Regions from separate parts of the Ovis aries genome. Here region 1 is linked to region 2. Evidence: chromatin contacts called from public Hi-C data. All regions are on one chromosome and are shown on one strand. The core of a region is the stretch at or near the end of the contact, and the rest is flanking DNA. Distances in the headings are between cores, read along the strand shown. Region 1 holds the start of C4H7orf57 (chromosome 4 C7orf57 homolog). Region 2 overlaps UPP1 (uridine phosphorylase 1).

Evidence for each region. Hi-C and Micro-C count contacts between places; a contact is called where the count stands out from the background.
Region 1: a Hi-C map of blood shows a contact between it and region 2, with 3 times the contacts expected there. The contact joins the promoter of C4H7orf57 here to the enhancer-like site in region 2. A contact is called at or near these places in 3 of 16 Hi-C or Micro-C datasets (all in blood).

The regions. Positions count from the first base shown.
Region 1 is chr4:8,470,386-8,476,911 of ARS-UI_Ramb_v3.0, forward strand. C4H7orf57 (chromosome 4 C7orf57 homolog) reads right to left here and starts at 3,735. Exons shown (of 9, transcript XM_060414934.1): 1 at 3,664-3,735; 2 at 3,269-3,430. The coding sequence starts at 3,323. LOC121819381 (a long non-coding RNA gene) reads left to right here and starts at 3,915. Exons shown (of 2, transcript XR_006059586.2): 1 at 3,915-4,073; 2 at 6,280-6,526.
Region 2 is chr4:8,399,195-8,405,786 of ARS-UI_Ramb_v3.0, forward strand. UPP1 (uridine phosphorylase 1) reads right to left here. Exons shown (of 8, transcript XM_004007697.6): 7 at 6,339-6,485; 8 at 5,557-5,756. The coding sequence ends at 5,623. Among named protein-coding and RNA genes, the nearest start is that of ABCA13, 17 kb to the left of the region's middle. Within about 2 kb of position 2,822, at least 11 of the 54 cell types and tissues checked have an H3K27ac peak or open chromatin away from gene starts, as enhancers often do.

The sequences.
Region 1 (6,526 bases), core at 2,485-4,984, 72 kb after region 2:
GAGCGGGACCGAGTGCCACCTCAGGAAGGCTGGATGGCGAACAACCTGACCTGACACCCACCCCCCGGGGGGCATCCTGGCAGGCGCATCCTCTCCACACAAGCCCCTCAGCTTTCCTTTTGCTCGAGGCAGGAAGCAGGACATCCTGAGAGGTCAGACAGGAAAGGGGAGAAGCACCCTGAAGGGTTGCTGAACAGAGAGGCAGGGGCTTTGCCCTGGGCAACCTCACACTGCGGGAACCCTCTCAGGCTGCAGACTGGTTGGGGGCTGAGTGTGGCTCCCGTGGAAACATCCAGTTGGATCCCACAAAACTGACGTGCGGTGAGTACAGATATAGGGTGTGTCCAGTGGTTAACAATCCGTCTGCCAATGCAGGGGATGTGAGTTGGATCCCTGGCCTGGAAAGATCCCTTGTGCAATCTTGGAGCAACTAAGACCATGCGCCACACTACCAAGGCCACGTGCTGCGACTCCTGAAGCCTGTGTGTCCTGGAGCCTGCGCTCTGCCAGCAAGAGAAGCCACGCAGGGAGATGCCTGCTCGCCACAACTGGGGAAGGTCCGTGCAAGCAGAGAAGAGACAGTGCAGCCAAAATAAACAAATACATTTTAAACAGTGTATGAGATTTCTAGGATCTGAGATCTGATAAAGATGGGGTGGGAGGGCAAAGGGGGATAAGAGAAGGCCAGCTTACTCTCTCACCTCCCTCCCCATTGATCTGTTGACCCCTACCTCCCCCAGAGAGTGGTCACGGGTGGTGAGCGGAACGGGCCTTGGCAGAGCCCTGAGGCCCCTCAGTGGGCACCTAGGACAGAACCTTGCAGGTGGCTTTTTTTTTTTTTTTTTTAGAACCTTGCAGGTGGCTTTGGTGACCACCTGTGAGGGTCCCCGCCAGGAGCAAGAGGTGTTGGCAGAAGCCCAGGGACCTGCAATAATAATCCCACAAAGAGAAGACACTCAGGCTGTTGGTGTTCCGTTGACACTTTGCATCTGAAACTGATGAACCCACGTGTCCAAATATAAGAACAGACATCACAGCTGACTGAGAGCTAGGGGAACAAAATCTAGGAGGGATGTGAAATTTAAAAGATGTCTCTAGAATTTAAGAGCTTACTGGAACCAGCTGTCCAAAATGCATGGCAGTCAGGGTCTAACACAGGACCAGCTCCTGGGAGGCGCAATGGGTGATTTCCTGTGTCCACTTGGCTAGGCCACAGTTCCCAGGCTGAGGTCTCCTGAGAAGGAAGAAATTCTGCCCCCAGATGGCCTTCCAACCCAGGACTGTAGCATCAGCTCCTTCTCGGCCTGCTCCACAACTGTGTGAGCCAGTTCCTTAAAATAAATCGATGTCTCAGTCAATCTCTCTTTCTCTTTCTACACACACACACACACACAGAGGCACAAATGTTGTTGGGCTCTGGAGAATTCTGAGTGATACAGCAGGATCACAGGAAAACAGGCTGAATAGATGGCTTTACACAAGCACACACGGATCCCAGGAACAAGAAGTCGCCTTCCTCCACAGCTAAAAGTTAGCCACGCAATTTCTACTTAGAACTAAAGGTGAGTCCACTGTGTAAAACATGAATGTTCATGAAAAAAATCTTTAAAACATCTAAACAACAGTAATGAGATGGACTCTATAGTGAAAACACAATAGAGAAAAGAGAAAGAGGCGGGTGGGGGGGGGGGAACCCCGACGGGAAAGCTTTCACGAAGTTTGCCTGAGCTCACAGAGTTAGTTTTAGAACCAGGAGGAAGGGCTTAGGAGCATCATATCTGATCATCTTCAGCTCAAATACTTTCTTTCAGAGGGAAAGCATTCAGTTCTTGCTTTATTTTTCCTCTCTGTGTTTTGATTACTAATTAATCCATAGAGAACAGAGTAGTTTCTACATCTCATTACTGGAAGCTTCGGGCAGGAACTGAGCTCTAATTTGGTTGGCCGTTTATGATGGTGTGCCCTGCAGAGAGTCAGCACATGAGTGACTGTGAACCAACCATCTCACACACGCACACACACGCGCACACACACATACACACATGGTTGAAGGAGTGAAGGAGTGAGAATTGTCTTGTCCTCAACCGTGATTAGTACTTGTCTGGCACCAGATCACTCACAACTGGGTAGATTTCTTTACCGGCTCCCCTGTCTCCTCCTGGCTTCCTTTATCTACAAGGAGCCCGGCTCAGAGATGACCGTAGGGTGACTCAGTCCTGCAGTTCTCTGGTCTTTGAGCCATGAGAGGCAACCCAAAGGCAGGGTCCTGGCAACCAGCCTCAGCCTTGGAGAATAGGGCAGCTTTTTGAAACTCTAAGCCTCAGGTTTCTCAGCTGCAAACCAGAGCTAACAACCCCTCAGCAGGTTGTCCTGAAGTTCAATGTTAGTGTGACAGTGTTTAGCACACAGAGGGAGGCTACACAGTAGGGCACTGAGACACCAGAAAACCAGGCTGAGAGCCTACAGTGGAGACTGGGACCCAGGCCTCCTGTGCCCCTTCCCCTCCATTCCAGCACAGCCACAGCCTCATCAACAGAGGTCACAGCAGAGCTCTGGGCAGGAAGCACGGGGAGACTGTGAAGGCCACACTCAGTCCCGCTGCCTGCAGTCCACTTGCCAACCCCTACCCTGCCTCTTCCAACAGAGCTTCGGGACCCTCTTCTCCATCCTCCTACTCCAGCCCTTCATGAGATGCGGAAGAATAACAACAAAGTTAAAATCAGACCACAGCAGCTAGGTCTTCTTTCCCTTCTTCCAACTTCACAATGAGAAGCCCACTGCAGTGCCAACCTCCACAGGAGGCCTACTTCCTGTGTTCATGAGCTTAAAGCAGAAGACACAGTTACCCTGGTTGGAGTCTAAATCAGGAGCAAGAGATAGGTGATCAATGAAATACACAAGGATGCAGCTGAAAATGAAAGTGTCCAAGTCAACACAGGGTTACTGTTACAGAGAAATTTTCAGAGATGCTATTGCTCCAAGAACTGAGTAGCTCTAACAGCCGCGGGTAGCCTGGCTTTCTTTTGTTGAAAATAGCGAAACAAACGAAAAAACCCCAGAAGTCAAGTTCCCCTCCACCCCTAGATCCCCACCTTACTTTTAAGCCTTACTTCCACCCTGGGGCACAGGGGCGGTGTGTAGCTTTCTTTGATGGTACCCCGTGTTAGTCCTGTCCCCTCCCCACCGCCTTCTCCACACACGCATGCAGGACACAGGTGAGCCTGTCCAGCAGCAGAGCAAAGGCGGATCCTCTCCTCGGGTCACTCACCGCAGGGAGCGTAGCGGCTCGCGGCCCCGTGCAGCTCCTTGCTGGTACTCCTCATGCCCTGAGACACGCTGGGCCAGGTGTTCACGGGTGAGCCAGGAACCGTTGCCGGGGCTGAGCTGCAGAGGCTGGGTCCGCACCCCTACTCGGTCCGTCCTCCTCCACCTGACAGGTATGCAGGAGTCTCACCATTCAGGTAGTGCGCGCACGCCCAGGCAAGGCATCAGCAGGGGCGCGTCCAGCCAGGGTATATGCATCAGGGGCACACACGCAGAGTAGCCGGCAGGAGACAGCAGGTTCCGAAGTCCCGCCCCTGCCCGGTGCTCCTCCATTTCAGGAGACAGGGGTCCCTCCCGGTCCCGACCCCACTGGCCGTCTGACCCCGCTCACCTGCCGACCTGGGGTCTGGGTGGGTGCCACCTGCAAAGTCCGAGACCAGTCTGTTCTCGCTGGCGGCTGAGACCAATCCCAAACTCCAGGAGAGGCGCGGAACTACAGTAACCCGCGTCGCCAGGGCAACGGCCGGCCTGGGCCAACCGGCGGCCGCGGAAGGAGCACAGGCAGCCAATCGGCGCAGTGTGAGGGCAGGCCAATCGGGTCAGGGGCGTGGCTTGGGTGCCTACAGTCAACTGCCCCGGGCTTGGGCGTTGTCTAGGTGGTGGCGCCGGCGTGGCAGCGCGGCTGCTGGGGCGTGCCAACCTCAGAGTTCTCCTGGTGAGACCTCCGCCCTCCTGACGTCCTGGAAAACTCAACAGCGGTTTTCTTGTCCATCTCGGGTTTATTTAATACATTGTTGAAAAGAGGACGAGTAAGTACCTGGGAAAACTCAAAAGACAGCCATTTCTGCCAGTTGTGTATTAGTAGTAAAATTACTAGGCACACGTCTTTCCTCATACGTTATTTTTTCAATATTTCTGGTTTGGAAACTTGGTTTGTAGTTCTCCTGTGATTCCACCAGCCCAGGCAGCAGTTGGAGCTAAGGTTGCTGCTAAGTCGCTTCAGTCGTGTCCGACTCTGTGCGAACCCATAGACAGCACTAGGCTCTGCCGTCCCTGGGATTCTCCAGGCAAGAGCGCTGGAGTGGGTTGCCATTGCCTTCTCCAATGCATGAAAGTGAAAAGTGAAAGTGAAGTCGCTCAGTCGTGTCCGACCCTCAGCGACCCCATGGACTGCAGCCTATCAGCCTCCTCCATCCATGGGATTTTCCAGGCAAGAGTACTGGAGTGGGGTGCCATTGCCCTCTCCAGCTAAGGTTGTCTTTTGCTAAAATAGAAAAATCACGATGTCTTAACGGTGGTCATTTGGCAACTTTAAACAAGGCTCTGCTTTTGCTACTACACAAGTTAAGCATTAGAAATCTAGCAGAAGAGAGGTGATGTAACCATTTGATAGGGAGAAGCGAATTCTTGTGATGGGAATTTACTCTCACTGTGGGTTATCCAGCTCTCATATAATATTTTCAGGATCCTCAGCTGACCCAGTTTTGAAAGTAAGCAAGACGTCACTTTTCAATGTCAAATGTTTGTCCCATTGCAGGTTGACATGTAGACTCTCACTAAGTATAACAGGGTTTCCTGTTGCATAAATCAGGGCATTGTTTACCCAGGGAATTGCGCTCCAAGAGAAGGTGATTTTTTAAAACAGTGTATCCTACTGATTGAAGCCTCAGCTTGGTTAACAGAAGAGAAGGAAACTTCCTCAAGTTGACAGCCCTCTTTACTAGTTGAAATCATGATTTGAGTTATAATGAAGAGTGATCATTCCTCAGGATAAAGTTCTGACTTTTGGAATGTGACTGAAATCACAAGTATTTGCAGATGCCAAATCAAATAAGAACGCAAGTGAGCTGCTACACAAATGAAACCATGGCACAAGAAAAATCTATTATGAAGATTTCTCAGTGTTTATTTCCTATACCTTAACACATATGATCTTTCTTTCATACAATGGCCCAGAGTTTTTAGAAGGATCCAGCCTTTTCTCATATACAATCTCACTTCATGTACACATTTAGTCAGCAGTTTATGGAAAAAAAATAAATTATTCAGTTATGTGTAGATGTTTGTTTAAAGTGTATCTGTGTTTTATATGTGGATAAATTCTTAGAGATTTATATCTTACAAAGATATTGTAAATGATTATAAACTGTTTATGAGTTTGGGGGAAGAGGAAAACATGTATTTGAGTATAAATTCCGATTTTTTTACAGCCCTTGGACCCTTCCTTCTTGCCTGCTCTTGGTTTGCTCATGTTGTTGACTGAAGCTAATATTTCTAAACTCCTGAGACACATCTTCAGGCTCAAGCCCATCCTTGTTTCATCTTCCAACCCAATAGATAAATTCCTTTCCCTAAACATCACACTCAGGAGACTCAATCTTCCATAATGCGCAGCATATTCCTTAGACTAGGGTTTCATACAATGGGGGGATTTCCAAATTTGGTGTTTTCTGTTTGATGATAATCTAATCCTTTCAAGACAAATGCTTCCTTTTCGACACATTTATTTCAGTATTAGGTAGTAGTTTGGGTTTTCAGTCCATTTGAAAAATAAGATTATCATCTGTGGAAACAAGATTATCACCTGTGGCTGGCTCAGAATGAGAAAGGATTTCTTTGTGTCCTTATCAGCATCTCCCCTCCATTGTGTGTTAAAGTGATAATGATCTTTCTCTTTGGTAGAAAAACTTCACATTTTACAATAAATTTAAACAGATTACCTTTCTTAAGACGTAACAGTAAAATGTTTTGGAAAAGTGACAGAGTAAAAACAAAATATACGAAAGTAACAGAACAATTTAAATCATTTTAATTTAAATTCCTATAATGCAACAATTTATATATAATGCTAAGGTAATTGTATTAGTTTTGAAGAAATACAAAATAAATACTTTGTATCTGAAAAATAGTAAGACCATTTATCATGTATGATTTATTATTGATAAAGCTAAGTTGTTACAGGCTATCAGAAACCAATGTTTTTTTAATTTGTTTGGCCATGCCCTTGGCTTTCAGGAGGAGCTCCCTGACCAGGGGTCGAGCCCACAGCCCCTGCAGTGGAAGTGCAGCCTTAATCACTGGAACGTTAGGGATGTCCTGGACATCTGTCTCCGTGTGCTGCCTGCATTCACTGCCAGCCCTGCTGTATGTGACAACTCCCAGTTTTTTCTGCCAGTCACAATGGGTTTGATCACTGGTGGGAGAACTAAGGTCACAAGTGGAGCAACTGAGCCTACATGCTGCAGCTGCTGACCTGTAGACC
Region 2 (6,592 bases), core at 1,572-4,071:
AGAGCTGGCGACTGCATTCACTCCTGTGGCCAGTGCTTTATTCCATCGTGTCTAGATGATGGAAACTCAGCTCACCAATGCTGAACGCCATTCTTGAGGGAGCCTCCTGTTGGTGACCATGTGGATGTACAGGAGGGAGGCTCACACTGAGCCCTAGGGACGGGAGCACCTGTACTTGGGCCCTCCCAGACCTGGGCTCCTGGCCCACTGTTCACTTACAGCCTGTGTGCTAAAATGACAGTTGCAAGTACAGCAGTTCGCCAAGTGTTTTCAGTCATTCTAACAAACTATCAAACCTGAGCGCATCGCAGAAAGCCCCAGATTTGAAGTGTGGGGAGCCTGGGGACCCCGCTTGCAGCTGGCATCTAAAACAAGGGCACTGTGGTCGAGAGCTTTCCCTTCCACTTGTGGAATCAGACATAACTCCAGGCAGGTAAGTGTCAGAATCGAATCTAATTATCGGCCACCCACCCACCCACCCACCCGCTGTTGGAGATGGTCAGAGAAGCACACTGGGGCAGGGGGGAGGCTCCAGAACTTTCTTTATCTTCCCAAACTGAAGTGCTGTCCCCAGTAAACCCTGACCCCCATCTCCCCTCCCCCAGACCCAATAACCACCATCCTACCTCTGTCCCTATGGACTTGACAACTCTAGGAACCTCTTATCAGTAGAATCATACAGTATTTGTCCTTTGTGACTGGCTTGTTTCACTCAGCATTGGGTTCTCAAGGTTCTTCTGAGTTACAGCACGTAACAGAGCTTTCTCCCTTTCTAAGGCTGAATAAGCCCCATTTGTCTACATGGGCATATTTTGTTTATCCCATCATCCGTCGATGGGCATTTGGGCCACTTCCACCTTGTGGCTGTTGTGAATAACACTGCTGTGAACACAGGTGTACCAACATCCGTTCAGATCCCTGCTTTCGGTCCTTTCGTCCAGGTACCCAGACATGGAACTGCTGGATCCCACGGTGACTCTGTTTGGAATTCTTTAAGGTTCTGCCGTACTGTATTCCACAGCCATTTTCCATTGACCATTGCCCATTGCCATTTTTCATTGCACCTTTTCCACTGACATTTTAGCCACGTGGCTTAGAGGAGTCACAGAACCTCTGAGCTGCGGGGTGGGGCAGGGGGCGCTGAGGGAAGCCCTTGAGGATGAGAACCAACAGACCCAGAGATCTGTGCCTCCTGACTCCTAGACCCGAGCCTCGCCCAGTGCTGGTGGAACAGGCCACTTCCCTCCGTGGCCTCGGGGTCAGCAGAGCAGAGTAAAGCGAGGCCAGCAGCACCCACAGCAACAGAAGGAGATCTGCGGAAGGCAGGCCAGCGGCATTTCAAGACCGATTGTGACAGAGGCCTTCCCAGGGCAGCAAGCACCTCAGGACCCCCTAGTTGCCCTGCGTGAGAGTGATAGGAGGAGCTCCACAGCGGTCCAGGGCGCCCTCCACGGGGCCAGGTGATCCTGACGTCTGGTTCCATCACACTCCATGATGAGAGGAATCTAACGTCACCGATGAGCGAATTCCAGCCAAACAGCTGTCCCAGGCTCAACCACACTCACGTGTAGGTACACCATGCCTCGAGGGCGTGGGCAAGACCCCACCAGCACCGTGGGCTGAGCACTGTCCTTCCCTCTGGGGCTAGAAGGAGCGACACAGGCCTCTTCTAAAGGCCCACACAGGATGGGAGACCCAGCCTCAGCGTGCAGCTCCTGCTCTGTCTGACTCAGTGGCGCCTGGGCCCCTCTGGACACAAAGTCCGCTCCCTCCTCACACACCTGGACGGACGGAGGGACCCTTCATTTCTACCGCACACGTTTCACTGATGCCTGTGTGACAGTCACCAGTTCAGTTCAGTCACTCAGTCGTGTCCAACTCTTTGTGACCCCATGAACTGCAGCACGCCAGGCCTCCCTGTCCATCACCAACTCCCGGAGTTCACCCAAACTCATGTCCATTGAGTCAGTGATGCCATGCAGCTATCTCATCCTCTGTCATCCCCTTCTCCTCCTGCCCCCAATCCCTCCCAGCATCAGGGTCTTTTCCAATGAGTCAGTTCTTCGAATCAGGTGGCCAAAATATCGGAGTTTCAACTTCAGCATCATTCCTTCCAATGAACACCCAGGACTGATCTTCAAAATGGACTGGTTGGATCTCCTTGCAGTCCAAGGGACTCTCAAGAGTCTTCTCCAACACCACAGTTCAAAAGCACCAGTTCTTCGCTGCTCAGCTTTCTTCGCAGTCCAACTTTCTTCACAGTCCAACTTTCTTCACAGTCCAACTCTCACATCCATACACGACCACTGGAAAAACCATAGCCTTGACTAGATGGACCTTTGTTGACAAAATAATGACTCTGCTTTTAGATATGCTGTCTGGGTTGGTCATAACTTTCCTTCCAGGGAGTAAGAGTCCTTCAATTTCATGGCTGCAGTCACCATCTGCAGTGATTCTGGAGCCCAGTGACAGTCATACCTAACCTTTTTAAACCTTTTCTTTTTAAACCACTCTCTGGTACGCGTGTGCCCAGTCGCTTCAGTCGTGCCTGACTCTTTGAGACCCTAAGGACTGTAGCCCACCAGGCGCCTCTGTCCGTGGAATTCTCCAGGCAAGAACACTGGCGTGGAACACTGTTCCGTCCTCGAGGGGTTCGTCGCGCCCGAGGGATCGAAACCGGATCTCTTCCGTCTCCTGCACGGGCCAGCGGGTTCTCTGCCACTAGCGCCACCTGGAGGAGACCCTAATAGGAGCAGGCGTGCCTCACCCTCGTCAGGACTCCCAGGCTGGCCCAGAGGGTGGGACCTGGGCCGAAGTTCTCCTTTTCCGGGAGGAGGTTAAGGCCACCGAGTACCGCTCGTTTTCTACCTGGTGAATGTCTGAGGGGCCCGCGTGTGCACGGAGCATGTGCGTACGTGGACGTCTGCGTTTCGTGTGCCCGCACCGAGCACGCCGCACCAGCACAGTCGCACCCCACACAGCTGAATCAGCTCTCCAGGCGCCCTGCGCCTCAGTTCTGGCGCCCGTTCTCTCTGCCAGGGCAGGATGGAGCGGGGGTCGAGGGGGAGACCCGGGAGCGGGTGGGCGGGGAGGGAGGGGCAGCGTCAGCTCTGGGGTCGTCCCGGATCTCTGTTAGTCTACAGGGTCGGATGTCTCGCTGGAAATGCGTGTGATCAGCTGCTTTTACCCCATCGGGTGGGTACAGCGCAGCCCCGCGGGTGAGCCAAGCCCTTCCCACTGCGGCCAGCAGAGGGCGGCGCAGGTCCCGCCGGGCGCCTCCGCGTGGCCCCGGCATCGGTGAGGAAGAACCTCGTCTCGAGCCCCCTCCCTCGGCCTCGCCGCCGAGCGGTAGAGAGCCAGTGAGCAGGTTCCAGGAGGCTCCATCCGTGGGCGCGGGGCAGGGACCGCCGGCCCGGGAGACGCCGCAGGGACCGCGGTCGCAGGATTCCGTTTCTCTGGCTGTGAACAGCTTCTCGTGCTGTTGACTGCCTAGCTCCTGCCTTCTCCCCGCTTCCCACGGGGCACCCCGCGTCCACACCTGCGTGAGAGCGGCACACACAGGACCCGCCTGCAGGTCCCCGCGGCTCCTCACGGGATTTGAGCCTGGTGACCACACGCTCGGGGTCCGAGACCGACACCTGGGTTGCAGGGGCCGCCAGCCAGCCCACCAGCCAGGCATCAGGAGACCGACCCTGTCTGCCCCTGCACCCAGGTTTGCGGGCAGAGCAGACCCGCGAGCAGATGGACTTGGAAGCGTCTCCGCTGAAGCCTGGGGCACTGGGAATTGGGTGGGGGGTGCAGATGTGAGCAAGGTGACAGAGCCTGGGAACAGCTCTTGCAGCTTGAGCCAGCGTCAGAGGCCGCCAAACGCGAGAGGACACACATATTCCAGGACCTGCCCGCTGCTTGGGGGGCTGCCCGCGGCTCCTTCTGGAGCAGCCTCAGATCTGGGGTGCAGCAGATACCCCTTGAGGGGACCAAGGAAGAAACCGCAGGCATTCCTTCTCCACACTGAAGCCTCTAGCAACCGTGAGCCAGGAGATGTTCCAGGGTCCAGGTTCACTCAGCTCACCGCACCACAGGCCAATTAATGGATAGGAGGAGGTGCTGAGGCAAGGGATACAACTTTATTCCAAAACCAGGCTGACAGAGAAGGTAGATTAAAGTCTCAAAGTAACCATCTTGAGGTCTGGATGCCAGGTTTTTATAGAACTGAGATGGGGAAGATGAGGAAACAAAGTTAAAAGGCCATTGATCTTGCAAATATCTCCTAGAATGGCAAGCCTTCTAGAGGGGATGTGTTCATTACTTCCTGTAGCCATCCGCAGGTGGACAGGGTCCTGAACAAAGGCACTTTGGTTTAATATTCAGGCAGCCAGGCAGGATTCCCCCAGGCAGACCATTATATATAAACAGTATCCTTTTAGTGAAGAAAAGCAACAGGGAAGCAAGAATTAAAGTAAAAGGTCTAACATGGAGTCATTATTGGCTGCTCCCTGTAATAGAGGGGTCTTGGCATCTGGACTGGTGCCCAGCTTGGTGCCTCTTGAATGATTTGATTACCAACCCTCAATTTGGGATGAACCTCAAAATTTCAGGAAATAGGCTTTTTGAAGTGTGCATGGGTCATACTCATACATCAACACCACGATCCCCACATGATTCCACAAACCAAAAAGCACAAGGGCAGGCCTCCATGTACAATCAGAAAACAGCCCACTGAGAACCTAAAACAGAGTTGAATACCAAACATTACAAGGGTGTAGATGTGCCAACAAGGCAACTGGGGCAACTGCCTCTGGGCTGGGGGACCTGGGGACACCCCAAAAACAGCTACTGCAAAAAGGCCCATCTGAGACAGGAGGGGACACCCTGGAATGCCCTCCAAATCCCTTTCTGCCTCTAGTCTGGAGAGGGGGTTTGACTCCAGGAGGAAGCTGAGGGACACGGAGGCACTGATGCAGGGCTGCTGCCAAGCTAAAGTGGACCTAAGTCTCACTTTGTGAGCGAAATCTGACTACAATTAGTATTTACAAGTCTGAAAAACCTCCCTAGAAATATTTCAAATACTGAGGAACTTTCTTAAAAAAAAAACCAAATCAGGCTAATGTGGTGGGCATGCTCCAATGAAGCTTAAAAAAAAAAAAAAAAAAAATCCTTGGACTTCCCTGGTGGCTTAACGATAAAGAATCCGCCTGCCAATGCAGGAGACACAAGTTAGATCCCTGATCCGGGAAGATCCCACTTGCCTGGCAGCAGCTAAGCCCCTACATTACAACCATTGAGCCAGCGCTCCAGATCCTGTACGCAGCATGTCCTGAAGCCCACATGCCGCAAGGCCCATGCTTCACAAGACACGCCGCCACAGTGAGAAGCCCCCACTCACCATAAGGTGAGCAAAGCCCACGCAGCAATCAAGACCCAGAACAGCCAAAATATAAATTAAAAAGAAAAATTTTTTTAATCTTCATAGCTAAGACAGGATTTTCTTTGCCTCTGACCTGAAATCAGTTCCCTAGATTCTTGCATAAAGGATCCAGGAAGTCACACAGAGGAGACTGTGGCAACGATTTTATTTGCAGGAACCACAAACGCCCTCTAGATAAACGTTGGGGATCAGGCCTACATCAGGCGCTTCTTGATGAACTGGCCTACTAACCGCTGGGGCCGCTGCTGGTACTCGGCCAGCACCTCGTGGGGGCTGCTGATCTGGTCTCCTTCCAGGCGGTTGAGGAGGGTGACGCACACCACGGCCGCTGCAGGGCGCAAACGCCAGGTCAGCACAAACAGCGGGATTTCTAGCTTAATCCCTGGAGACCAGCCTCCACTCCTCGAGAGAAAGTCTGGGATGCAGAGCACCCTGTCCCACTGTCTCATCCTCCCGCTGCCTTTGCATCCCAAAGAGATTCCCTCAGCAAACCCCAGGACCAGCTCGGGCCCCTGTACTGCCTTGAAAGGCCGGGTGATGAGACAACAGGGACTGCAGGATTTCTGGAAGCAGAGCTGGTTGAGGCCAGGAACTACGACTCAGAAATCCCAGGAGCTCTGAGGGCCAGATTCACTGGACAGCTGGCAGCGAAGCCCGCCCTGAGCAGAGGGGGAGCTTTCTCATCTTTCTGGCCCCTTAGTGGCACCTGAGTCCCGGCAGAGACACTGCAGATCCTGCTTTGCAGCGCGTGTCAATCTGAAGAGCACAGAGGTGCGCTATGCACTGGGCCCATAGGCATGCCTTGCGGGGCAGGGCAGGCGGGTAGTCCCGGGAGGACTTGGGTGAGGAGTGGGGAGATGCAGGGGGTTCAGCAGGGTGGGGGTGGGGAGTGGCAGCCTACGGATCCCACCTCGGAGGCCGCAGGCGTTGCACATGGCGGCGAAGACCGACGCCTCCATCTCGATGTTGCGGATGCCGGCCGCGTAGGCTGCCCTCAGGTACTCCTGCTTGTCCTTTTCAGTGTAGGAGCAGAGCGCCCCGTCCAGGCGGCCTTGCCCTGGAAAACCGTGGAGCACTCGGCACGGGCACGCAATAAACACCCACTGCACGCCCACCCGACTCCCCAGACACAGAGGTGGTTTCGAGCCCGCCCGGCCTGCTTGC